2 separate regions of the Bicyclus anynana genome follow, and region 2 is linked to region 1. The links are chromatin contacts, called in public Hi-C maps. All regions are on one chromosome and are shown on one strand. Each heading gives the region's core, a stretch centred on a gene start, on an enhancer-like site or on the middle of the called end of the contact. The rest is flanking DNA. Distances are from core to core; before and after follow the strand shown. Region 1 has its middle 11 kb from the start of LOC112055271. Region 2 has its middle 27 kb from the start of LOC112052966.

Region 1 (6,106 bases), core at 1,860-4,359:
TTTTTATTTATTTCATCATTACAAAATTACATTATCAGCGAATAACATAGGCTAAATCTTGTCCCTGTAGTCCTACGGTAATTTGAGTTAAGGGAGTGAAACTGCGGGTGTCTCCTAGTCTATAGGTACTAACAATCTCTACACTAATATTGTAAAGAGGTAAAGTTTATGGTGTTGTGGGGCGTAATCACTGGATTTATTGAACATTTCTGAAAACACTTCTAACCATAGAAAGCCACGTTATTTGCGAGTGGCATGGGCTATATTTTATCCCCGTATTCCTAAGGAAATGGGAACTACGCAAGTAAAACAGCGGGGGTATGCTAGTTACGAGTACCTATATGTATGTCCTCATCATCATTGTCATCACCATCATCATGTTATCAAATCTATAGACACTTCACTATTCTCCACAAGAATATTGTAGTGATGATCGAAAAAGAAATAATATTGGATTTTTGTTCGTAAGTAACCCCTCTAATTCTGAGAGGAAACTCGTGCTAAACAGTGAGCCGAACATTGGTTGATAATGATGAAGCTTCGAAACTACTAGACCGATATAAAAAATTCTAACACCAATGGAAAGCTATATTATCAACGAGTAACATAGGATATATTACATCTTCATATTAATACGAGAATTGAAGCTATGGGAGTGAAACCGCGGGAGGTCTGCTAGTCATACTTTACCACTCTCCACACCAACGGTAGTGGCGAATGGAAAAAAAATTGAAGTTCGTCGTGCCAGTTACCTCGCCCAAAGATGGTACCGTAAGCCGACCTACCTTCACATTTCTGGCATTTTTTTTATTCGTACAGTTAGATCTGTGCATTAAAATGTGGGGTCAGATAAGGTTGATGATTATGTTTATTGTCGGACCGACACGTGACCGTGCCGTCCACGTGATGGGTGTGTCGTTACGGAAAAAAATCTAAAAAAGTTTGCCAATTAGCTGACGCAGCAAACCCCGTTCAGCTATTATCATACTAGCGGACGCCCATAAATCCCTCGGGAACCATGGATTTTTCCGGGATAAAAAGTAGCCTATGTGTTAATCCAGGCTATAATATATCTTAATACCAAATTTCAGCTAATTCGGTTCAGTAGTCGAGGCGTGAAAGAGTAACAAACATTCATATCATCAAAATCATCAGTTTTCGCAAATCTCGGGAAACTATGGATTTTTCGGGATAAAAAGTAGCCTATGTGTTAATCTATAGTAAAATCTATTTCCATTCCAAAATTTCAGCTAAATCGCTTCAGTAGTAGCGTACATACATCCAAACATCCATACCAACTTTCGCGTATATAATATTAGTAGGATAGGATAAAAATCGCGATTAATTATTATATTATATCGACCGTGGCTAGTTACCACCCTACCGACAAAGACGTATACCACCAAGCAATTTAGCATTACGGTACGATGTCGTGTAGGAACCGAAAGGGGTGTGGATTTCATCCTACTCCTAACAAGCCCGCTTCCATCTTAGATTAATATCAACCTTAATATAATTAATATAAAACATAATTACTTACCATCAGGTGAGACTGTAGTTTAAATAACTTGTAAAGAATAAAAAATATATGTATATTACAACTAATTTACAGAAAATTGTTACAAAATATATAGCAGAACCTTTATTCACGGATCATTTTACCTTAATTACTGAAAACTGCATGAAAATCCGTTATTTTTTCCAAACGGCCCAGTGCCGCTTTTTTATTATTTTCCGTCTTTTTTTCAACAATTTTTATTCTTCTCGATAAAATCTGCTATCTTACCAATGGAACTTACCAATGGTACTTGCTAATCGACTTAACTGTCTTTTCAAAAGTGCTTGTATATAATCTTTATAACAAAAAAATGGAATCGACTTCAAAGACGAATTTCAGTTATTTTGATTTTAACACATAGGTAATTACTAACCGATTTTTATGAAAATGAAATGGGACCACTGTAAGTTTAACTTTCAAACAAAAAAGAATTTTCAAAATTGGTTAATAAATGACGAAGTTATGAGAAACATAAAAAAAACATACGCGGAAAGCTAACTTGAAAAGATACTAATTTAAAAAAAAATGTACAAAAAGACGGCCTGTTACTAACTATTTATTTAAATTCATGAAGTGGTTACATTTTAGCAGTTTTTTATTCATATCAAATTGTACAAAGTATTAATTTTTTATTCAATTTACGATTACGGATGATCGAGCGTGGAATATTACACGTAATTACTATGGGATTTTAATTTACGCAAATTCAATGTAACAATATTTAAAAAGATTTTAATATTGGTAACTGGATTGCGAGCTATTTGCTAAAGCGGTTGCTATCAAAAAATGAAAGCCACTGGAATGCACCAAATGCCTTTTCCATGGTTCCCATTCTCGTCGGAATACAAAGTATATTAAATGTAGTCTATAGCACTCGGTGGGGATAGTGTAGCTTCCTAACAGTGAAAGAATTTTTCAAATCAATTCAGTAGTTTCAGAGTATTCATTGCAAACAAACACACAAATCTTTCCACAAAACTACCCTAATATTAAAAATAAAATCTTTTTAACAAAAAAAAATAACTGACTTCAAAATCACAAAAATAAACTAAAAAGCGAAAAAATAACATCGTATGTGCCTTCTGATAACTTTGAAGGCGGTGCAAAGTTAGTGACATATTAATTTCGTTATTTTCATTTTAACATAAAATTACTAATTTTGTGGTAAAATGACAATACACGCACAGCAAGCGCACGCAGTACGAGAAATTTTATATAAAAAGTTTGTATTTTTGATTGTAACGCAAAACTAAAACTGTACTTACTTGACCGATTTGAAAAATTCTTGCACTAATAAAGAGAGTGATTTAGCAGCCATAAATAATTATTTTACGTATATTCATAGCAACTAAGCTATTTTATAATTGTTGCGAGTAGCGATCTCCATATGAAAACTTCTCGCGCACGACGTTCGAATTTCAAACGTTCAAACGTCACATTTGAATTCCGAATGTCGCCGTTAGAAATTCGGCCAATAATGATAGCAGTGTAATCGCAGTGAGTCAACGGCCGGGGAAATGATTCGGCGGGTTCGTTCACCTTTCACCTAATTTGCCTAAAAGCAATGCGGCCGTGAACGGGTGATATGACATTCGGAGCAGTGTGAATGAACTATAGCGTGTTTTACAATTTGGCGGTTTATAATTTTGTTTTAGTAGCATTTGAAGGCAGTGCAAATCTTCTTTATGGCTAGGCCTCCCTCCATAAAGGAAAGGGGATATGGAGCTTTGATCCACTAGGACTATGACTAGGACTAGGACTAGGACTTTAATGCGGGTTTCTGGGTTTAGGGTTGATAATGTTAAATTCACTAACGACCACTATCAGATGTTATCCGTTTTAGCCCAGTGGATATGACCTCTGCCTTCGATTCGAAGGGCGTAGGTTCGAATCCAGTCCGGGCATGAATAACTTTTTTACGAAATTAAATATCACGTGTCTCAAACGGTGAAGTAAAAACATCGTGCAGAAGTCTGCCCGATACCCGAGAATTTTCTTAATTCTCTAGATGAAATCTGCCAATCCGCATTGGGCCAGCATGGTGGATTATTAGCCTAACTCCTCTCTTTATGAGAGGAGACTCATACTCAACAATGAGCCGAACATGGGTTGTCAATAATGATGATGATGATCAGATGTTAATGATAAAGATCGGGAACGACATTTTAAAAATAAAATTCTCTTATATGAGAAATACAATTAACTAAACTAAGACAATTATTTATGAGTGTACACATTTTATATTTTAATTACACATACGTACAAATAATTGTTATAAATGCGGGTAGTTCCAAAATTACATGCTTGTTACGTAGACACGACTAGTTTCAACGAAACATTTATTAGAGCTTACTGGATGTGACTTACATGTAACAATGACATGTTATTCAATAAAAATGGAGAAAAATGGCATTAAAATGTAGAATCGAAAGAAGTTTCTAAATTAGTACAGTTGTGATAATAAATGCTTGATATGTGAGTGAATTAATAGAAAAGAAAGCGACGAAAAAATTTTGATGGAAAATTATTTTTTCTAAAATAAATTTCTTATTTAAAATACTTTTCATCTAATTAATAAACCTCAACTGATGTGATGTTGATGATGAGAAATATGAGGATGTTTTGGTCTGTTTGTTTTTGCAATTTGAATAAAGTACAGTCAGATACAGATAGAAGTGTTGACAAACTGCTGGTTATGAAATGCACTGACTCATTCATTACCTCGAACTTTTCATTTGTATCACACATTATATCACTAGCACACTTTGCAACAATTGATATCCTCTCTGACTGTACAGCTGAGATTCCAAACATATTATGCTCTACCCTCAAGTTTACTTAACTTATGTATGATTTTTTTAAATAAAATAAATATAAAAAAGCCTATCAATATTTCTTCTTAATAACTGTTTACAATTAATTAGGTGCTAAGTATTTTAATTTTGAAAATTATTTTACCACTAGAAAGCCACGTTATGTGTGAGTATCATATGCTGTATTTTATCCCCATACTCCCACAGGACATACACGGCGAGGCGACTGTAGCTATCTATAAAGTCATTTTATTTTACATTCGAATACGCGGACGGTTATGAAATCGCAATGTCACCGACTGAGTCATTTCATTTGTTTCCTCATATTTTTATATTTCATTCATTGATGACTGGGTCACGCATTTGTAAACTCTGATAAGTTTGTAGAACTGTTTCCACGTAATGAATGACAAGTTTGACGTCACTAAATGTTATTGCGTAATTACAACGATACTTTTACGACATATAGCAATGCCAAATAGTTTACAAGAGGATGTATTAGTCTAAGATCCGGTATAACGAATATATATCCTCATCTGTTATTTATTTAAGATAAGAAATAAATGTTGAAGACGAAAGTCTTCGAACAGTGCGTGTTGCCAGTGATGACCTACGGATCCGGAATCTTGACTTGGTCGCTGACTATGGGCCTTATTAGAAGGCTTAAAGTCACTCAGCGACGGAGCGAGCTATGCTTGGAGTTTCTTTGCGTGATCGAATCAGGAATGAGGAGATCCGCAAACGAACCAAAGTCACTGATATAGCTCAGCGAGTCGCGAAGCTGAAGTGGCATTGGGCAGGCCAAATATTTCGAAGAGCCGATGGACGTTGGGTTTCCAAGATGCAGGAATGGCGACCACCCACTATGTGGATCGAGGATATCAAGCGGGTTGCAGGGAGCCGCTAGATGCTGGCGGCTCAAGACGTTGACCTTGGAGGTCCATGCAAGAGGCCCATGTCCAGCAGTGGACGTCTATCGGCTGATAAGGTAAGAAATAATTGATAGAAAACATTCACATTTACACATTGCAACGTTGTTTTGCTAATAGTTTGCCTAGTTAAATTGCGACCAAATACATCCCACTAATATTATAATTGCGGAAGTTTCTATGGATGTTTGGATGTATGTTTAGATTTTTGTTACTCTTTAAAGCCGCTACTACTGAAGCGATTTGGCTGAAATTTGGAATGGAAATAGATTTTACTCTGGATTAACACGTAGGCTACTTTTTATACTGAAAAAATCCATGGTTTTCCGAGATTTGCGAAAACTGATGATTTTGATGATATAAATGTAGTTACGCTTTCACGCCTCGACTACTGAACCGAATTAGTTGAAATTGAGAAAGTTGGTATTGAGATATATTATAGCCTGATTTAACACATAGGCTACTTTTTGTCCCGGAAAAATCGATGTTTCCCGAGGGATTTGTGAAAAAATATATTCCACAATTAATATACTATTATTTATAACATATTATGTCCAATAACTTAATCTTAGATTTTCACTAACTGTTACTTTAGGTCACTTTGTTCACGTGATCTTAAAGCACTTAACACTACACTATCACTATTTACTAAACACTAACTCAAATGGTTTGGTCCATATAAGTCTTCTCACAGGTAACGTCGAGATAAAATAGGTATCTCTCTGAAGCACCTAGTGGGTATCAAGTTATCATGCGATGGCCAAAGATTGCGCGACCCGTGTACAATCGGGCCATATGACAGGGGT
Region 2 (6,106 bases), core at 1,950-4,449, 79 kb before region 1:
AATATAAAAAAACTTAGATAAAAGTAAAAAAAGTCAATTAAAACGCTTAGTTTACTTAAACGGTAGGATATACCTTTCGTAGCACCAAAACGATCATACATTTAATAAATATACTTAATAATACAAACTGAAATGTAATAAACTTAATTCGATACCAAAAACTGGTCCTACGATAAACGAACGCGAATGAATTTCAGAATAGGGGTGTTGGGGTCATTGACATTAGTTTTCGGACGGTACGGCGTTAGAATTCATAATTGGTGTCTAGAAAAATAAATCAGCGTTCAGAGCTGGCTTTCTCGAGTGTTTCGAAATACCCCCCTAGTGCACTATGCTTGGAGGTAGTGGAAATATCCGGGTTCGATTTCCACACATTTCCAATTTTTTTTTTATTTTACTAATAGTCAGGGAGGCGTAGAGGCGATTATGGAATTTACTCGAACCAAATAAGCCTAAGGAAGGATCATGCTATTGAGTACCTTCACCAGGTATGACCCCTCAATATTGCTGGGCATGCTTATAATTAGTCAACTAACACGTCAGCTAATTAAGTAAGATGGGTTGTAGCTTGGCAACTTCGTTCGTAACACGAATGTTGCGCGCGGAGCGGGGGGCGTGTAGCGATGAATGAAAAACCCACGACTGATGCACGTCACTTCCCCGCACGCACGACTTCACACCCGCGCTGTCTTTCCGCCCGTCGCCCGCATATCATGTTGTGTTATCAACGAAATTGCCTGACTATAGTTAATAAGTAGTTTAGCAAGTGTGCATTTGCTTCTGTAATCTGACCTGAGGAAATGGAAAGGGTTAGAAAGTTGCAAAATAAACCCTTCTATTTTTGAATACGAACCATTAACTACCAACCACGGACCGTTGGTGGTTGGCGTCGGACGCGCTGGTTGAAGTTTGTTTTACCCACCAACATTGAGGGCTCATACTCGGTGGAGGTACTCAATAACATGCAAGGTATCCTCCGCTATGTATACCATCGAGTAAATCCTAAAATCCCCTCCCAGTTCTTCTACTACGCTTATCAGCTGGCCTATTTAACTTTCAATACAAATGTAGGTATTGAAAGTTGCTAAGGTATATTTACTACAGAGTAAATATTTTTTTTTTTAAAGAATATTTGCCATATTTTTTATAATATGACCAATATTCCCATTGCTAGGAGTGGGTACGACAATAGACCAACTGGGCGGGGATCGAACCACCACCATAATAATGTAATGAGTCCAACCGCTCTTACCGTTGAGCTATTGAGGCTTCATATATATGCATATATAGGTACCATAGATATTGTTAGTAATTCTGAGCAAGCTAATTCGCTAACTTTGACGTATGTTAGTTAACATAATTATACGAAATTAAGACTCTATGTAACAAATGTAATCCAGTGGCTTCTGACAACCCTTCGTAGATATCATACAGTAGGTAGATGACATTGATTTGATGTTTATTTTAATAAGTTGTTAATAAAGACCAAATTAGTGAATAAGCCAGCAGCAGCTCATATGAGTTCATATTCACTATTAATGTTAATTTATCATTAAAATTTTAAAAATAGAAGGATTTTATAAAAAATTGAATGAGTGAAGTCCAAGTTTTTGAGATACATCAAGATGACAATTGACAGCAAACGTCGAATCAAATATATGCATTGAAAACGTCATCAATCCGCCATTATTACCCATATCAGTATTGCATTTCTTGGGAGAGAATGTATAAAATTTCGAAAGAAATAAAGTAAACTCGTAGATTTGTATAATAAAAAATAGTTTAAAAAAATATTTTCTTTTATTTCCGTCATATTTTATCAGGGTACAATGACTGATCCTGGGCTCCATACAATTTTGGACCACCTCCTTTTAATATTTTCACTTTTCATCCATTAAACTGATGGGTGAAGGTCCTTTCTAATACAAATCTCAGACTATCATAGAATGGAGTAGTTAAGCTACTCGCATTTGTGATAGAACTCGTCTGGGAAAGTTATGTCGTGCGTACATTTGCCGCCAAGCCGTCTTATGTTTTATAGGTACGTTTGAAGGTGAAATTGCATTGCTACATAAACTTATACATCTATATCAGATTGATGGAGATAGGGTATAGCTTGGCAAGTTCGTTGATGAGACTCCCATGATATGCAGGTGACGGGGGGAAGGTATGCGCGGGTGTGAAGTCGTACGCGCGGGACAGAGTCGTACGTCATTATTACTCTATTTGAATAGCTCACTATAGCTTGGCAGCTTCGTTTGTAACACTCCCGATGGTCCACGCGGGCCGGGGGGCGTGTAGCGATGAATGAAAAATCCACGACCGATGCAACTTATTTCCTCGCACGCACGATTTCACACCCACGCAGTCTTTCCCCTCGTCGCCCGCATATCATGGGAGTGTCATCAACGAACTTGCTAGGCTAGATTATATAGCCTCTCTCCTAGAGGTCAAGTATTTTTCATACCATTGGTTAGCCTTTGCCTATTAGTGTGAATTTTTGTTTCTGATTGTGTAAATGCCGTAGGCCCTTTTATGGGACCTCAATAGACTCGCAGAAGCGTCGCCTGATGGGCCCGAAGGCAGAAGCAGAAGATGTGGGCAGTATGTATATACAAAATGGGTCACTTGTCATAGAATAAGTAAAAAAGTATGACAGATACACTATCTTGGCAAATTCGTTTTTAAATAGACGATTTTCTGCAATACAGGTTTGTAATGTTTCCTCAGGATAGGCAGAGTATTTTTGTATCTATGAACTGAACGCCACGGCGATGAAGTCGTAGTAGGTCTTTAGGAATCCTCACAGGGTTTACCTGATATTGGAAAAAAGTTAATCAACCAATAGTCGTTCCACAATTTGAGCTAAGTCAACAAAACACGATGATTGATACAAACAAAAAGATGGCGTACCCAATTACTAGGTGTTTGTTGAACAAAAAATCCGCGGACATTTCAGCTAATCTAGCACTGATTGTTTCCTCCATCGTGATTCTTCATAATTACAGTTTTTATTAATTACCAAAAGCGGAGATCGCTTGGCAGGTGCCTAAGGAGGTGGCTAGGACGGCCGTCGAACTTTGCAAACGTCAAACTTTGCAACGAAATGACAAATCAACCGCCAGCGTCGCCACAAGAAAAGCAACCCTATGCTAATGTAATAAAACTGCAATTTGAATTATAGCGGAAGTGGGATCATTGAGCTTGGAGCAATTTAATACTTGGAAGGAACAACGCCTTAAAGCCACATCAATTGTTTATTAGATATTGAACTCTATTTTGTTTTGAAATAAGGTTTAATTTAGGTAGTTGGTTGGGTAGACATGGTTAAGCGGCAGATACTTCCTGGTCGGTCTGATATCAATTAGGCGATTGGTCTGCTAATTTGTTAGGAAATGGGGGCAACTCACTCACGCGCATCGTAACCTTAATGATTCGCGATAAAATCTGTATCGGGTGCAAGGTTTAAAGTTGCCAACCTTAAACTTTAGGCAGTATTATAGGACTCAAAAGTGATTACAAATATGAGAAAACTAATGTCGAACAAAGGTTATGATTCACAACACTTGTCAGGAAAACTTAATTAACAAATCAAACTGTAACCAAAATAAGACCCTAGAATGGCAAAGAATGTCATTGAGTGGAGTCACGCACTTGTGAACGATGTGTGTAGGGTTAAAGGATCCTTTGACTGATATCAAACACTCCCCGTTTACACTCAAGTCACTCTCCCCGCATATCCCAAGTAACCCATAAAAAATTACACAACAAGAGATGTGGACGGCTCGAACGCCACGAGCACACTGAAGCCAACACGAGATCGAGCGACGTCACATCCGTCACAGACTACTATTTCCTACACTATTTATTAAAAACATGTAAATTTAAAAGCGGCCAACGCGGCGATAACAGGATGGACGTCCACTGCTGGACATAGGCCTATTGACCACCAGCTCCCTGCAACCCGCTTGATGTTCTCTGTCTACCTAGTGGGGGATAATTGGTGTAAATAGGGGGAGGGCCCTGGTCCTGTGCCCACCCTAGAATTCTGGGCTACCGATTTAGAATTCTATTAATAAAATAAAATAAATAAATAAATAAAAAGCCTTTTATTTCTTTTAAAATTTTTATGCAGAAATAGATATGATTATTTATGTTAGTAATCTATATCTATACTAATCTATAAAGCTGAAGAGTTTGTTTGTTTGATTGAACACGATAATTTCAGGAACTGCTGGTCCGATTTGAATAATTCTTTCAGTGTTAGATAGCCCATTTTTCGAGGAAGGCTATAAGCTATATATTATACCCGTATTCCTACGGGAACGAGAACGCGGGTGAAACCGCGTGGCGTCAGCTAGTCTAAATTAATTTGGTTAGTAAAAGCTTAAATATATGTTAGTACATTTATAGTTTGATTTTATTACGCAAGAACCCCAGAATGGGTTAAGGCCTCCTCTAAAGATGTCCAATTGTCCCTGTCCTGTGCTATTTGATACCAATATGGAATTCTATTAGGGACTCCAAAATATTATAGTTTTCCAAGAAAAGAGTAAAATGTCAAATAATAACAATCACTCTTGGTCGAGGGCCAGGCCCCCCAGGAAATAATTATAGATACGCCAATGTGGGGGATCCTCCGCTTTCCGTTGTGGGATCGCCATTCCAGCACCTTGGGACCCCAGCGTCCATCAGTTTTTCTAACTATGTGCCATGTGCCCTGTCTAAAATACTGATAGTCTTAAAAGTAATATTTAAACATGATCAATATTTCTGTTCTCTTCCAATTAGTCTGAATAGACTATGTAAGAATTACGACAATAGTCCAACGGGCGGTAATCCAACCGCGACCTTTCGGTGATTTAAATAACATAATATTATTTACATGTTTTTATAACCCCGGAAGTTCATAAAATTATTAATTACATTCTCGATCAAGTCGTCAATATCCTCTTTCAGTGCCTTTTCATTTGAGATTTCGGAACCGAATGTCTGCAAATATTGAGTATATTTGCATACATTCGGTTATTCTTCGCCACTTTCACATGATCACATTCAATTTTTAAACGACTTAACCGATTTTCATTAAACATGTCTAATCACTTACCATCATATGAGATTGTTGTCAAGAGCTAATTTGTAAAGAAAAAAAAACGGCTTAACCGTTTTTCATTAAACATGTCTAAGAACACTTGCACATAAGTCACCTTTAACACAAAAAGAAAACTTAATTGAAATCGCTTCATCCGTTTAGGAGCTAAACACCACAAACAGACGTGTTAAACTTATAACACCCCTCTTTGCGTCGCGGGTTAAAAAGTCCGAGTATGGCTTTGGCTGTCGCTAGTTACCACCCTACCGGCAAAGACGTACCGCCCAGCGACTTATTATTCCGGTATGACGTCTTGTAGAAACCGAAAGGGGAGTGGATTTTCATTCTCCTCCAAACAATTTAGCCCGCTTCCACCTTAGATTGCATCATCACTTACCATCATGTGAGATTGTAATCAAGGGCTAACTTGTAAAGAATAAAAAAAAATAATACATAGAGTAAAAACTATAAAGGCTTAAAAATCCTAAAACAATGTTACAACGAAAAATTTTTGACACCATCTACATAAACAAAGCACATTTGATACAATGTGAATTCTAGTATTCTCTACACCTAATGTGCCTAAATTATCCATCCGCTCAAGTAAACGCTCCTTTAAACTTTGTAAAAAGTCGGTCTTTCTTACCCCTACGCAAAAAGAAAAACCTCTTGAGTTTTCAATGCTTAAAAATCCTAAAACAAACTTACAACGGAAAATTTCGACACCTACATAAACAAAGCACATTTGATACAACGTGAATTCTAGAATAACTCTTTACCTACTTTGCCTAAATTCTATACTCCACTCAAGGCCCGTATATTTATAGTGAACACTCCGTTTTACTATGGAAAGTTTCATCACACTTTCAGTATAGCACATTTAATGCCACGTGATGGTGCATTCGAAAAACACCGTTAGCGTATCAGGGAACAGTTTCAGACTGTTGCAATTCCCCCATTTGAATTTATAAATGTGACAACTGCATCATGTAGGGTTACTGCTTTAAGTGTTTC

What was found. A called contact is a pair of places that touch in the nucleus more often than the background predicts.
Region 2: a Hi-C map of whole body shows a contact between it and region 1, with 1.6 times the contacts expected there. The contact joins two enhancer-like sites. A contact is called at or near these places in 2 of 2 Hi-C or Micro-C datasets (whole body and whole larva).

The regions. Positions count from the first base shown.
Region 1 is chr24:4,330,899-4,337,004 of ilBicAnyn1.1, reverse strand. No RefSeq gene overlaps it. Among protein-coding and RNA genes, the nearest start is that of LOC112055271, 11 kb to the right of the region's middle. Within about 2 kb of position 3,109, at least 3 of the 8 cell types and tissues checked have open chromatin away from gene starts, as enhancers often do.
Region 2 is chr24:4,409,509-4,415,614 of ilBicAnyn1.1, reverse strand. No RefSeq gene overlaps it. Among protein-coding and RNA genes, the nearest start is that of LOC112052966, 27 kb to the left of the region's middle. Within about 2 kb of position 3,199, at least 8 of the 8 cell types and tissues checked have open chromatin away from gene starts, as enhancers often do.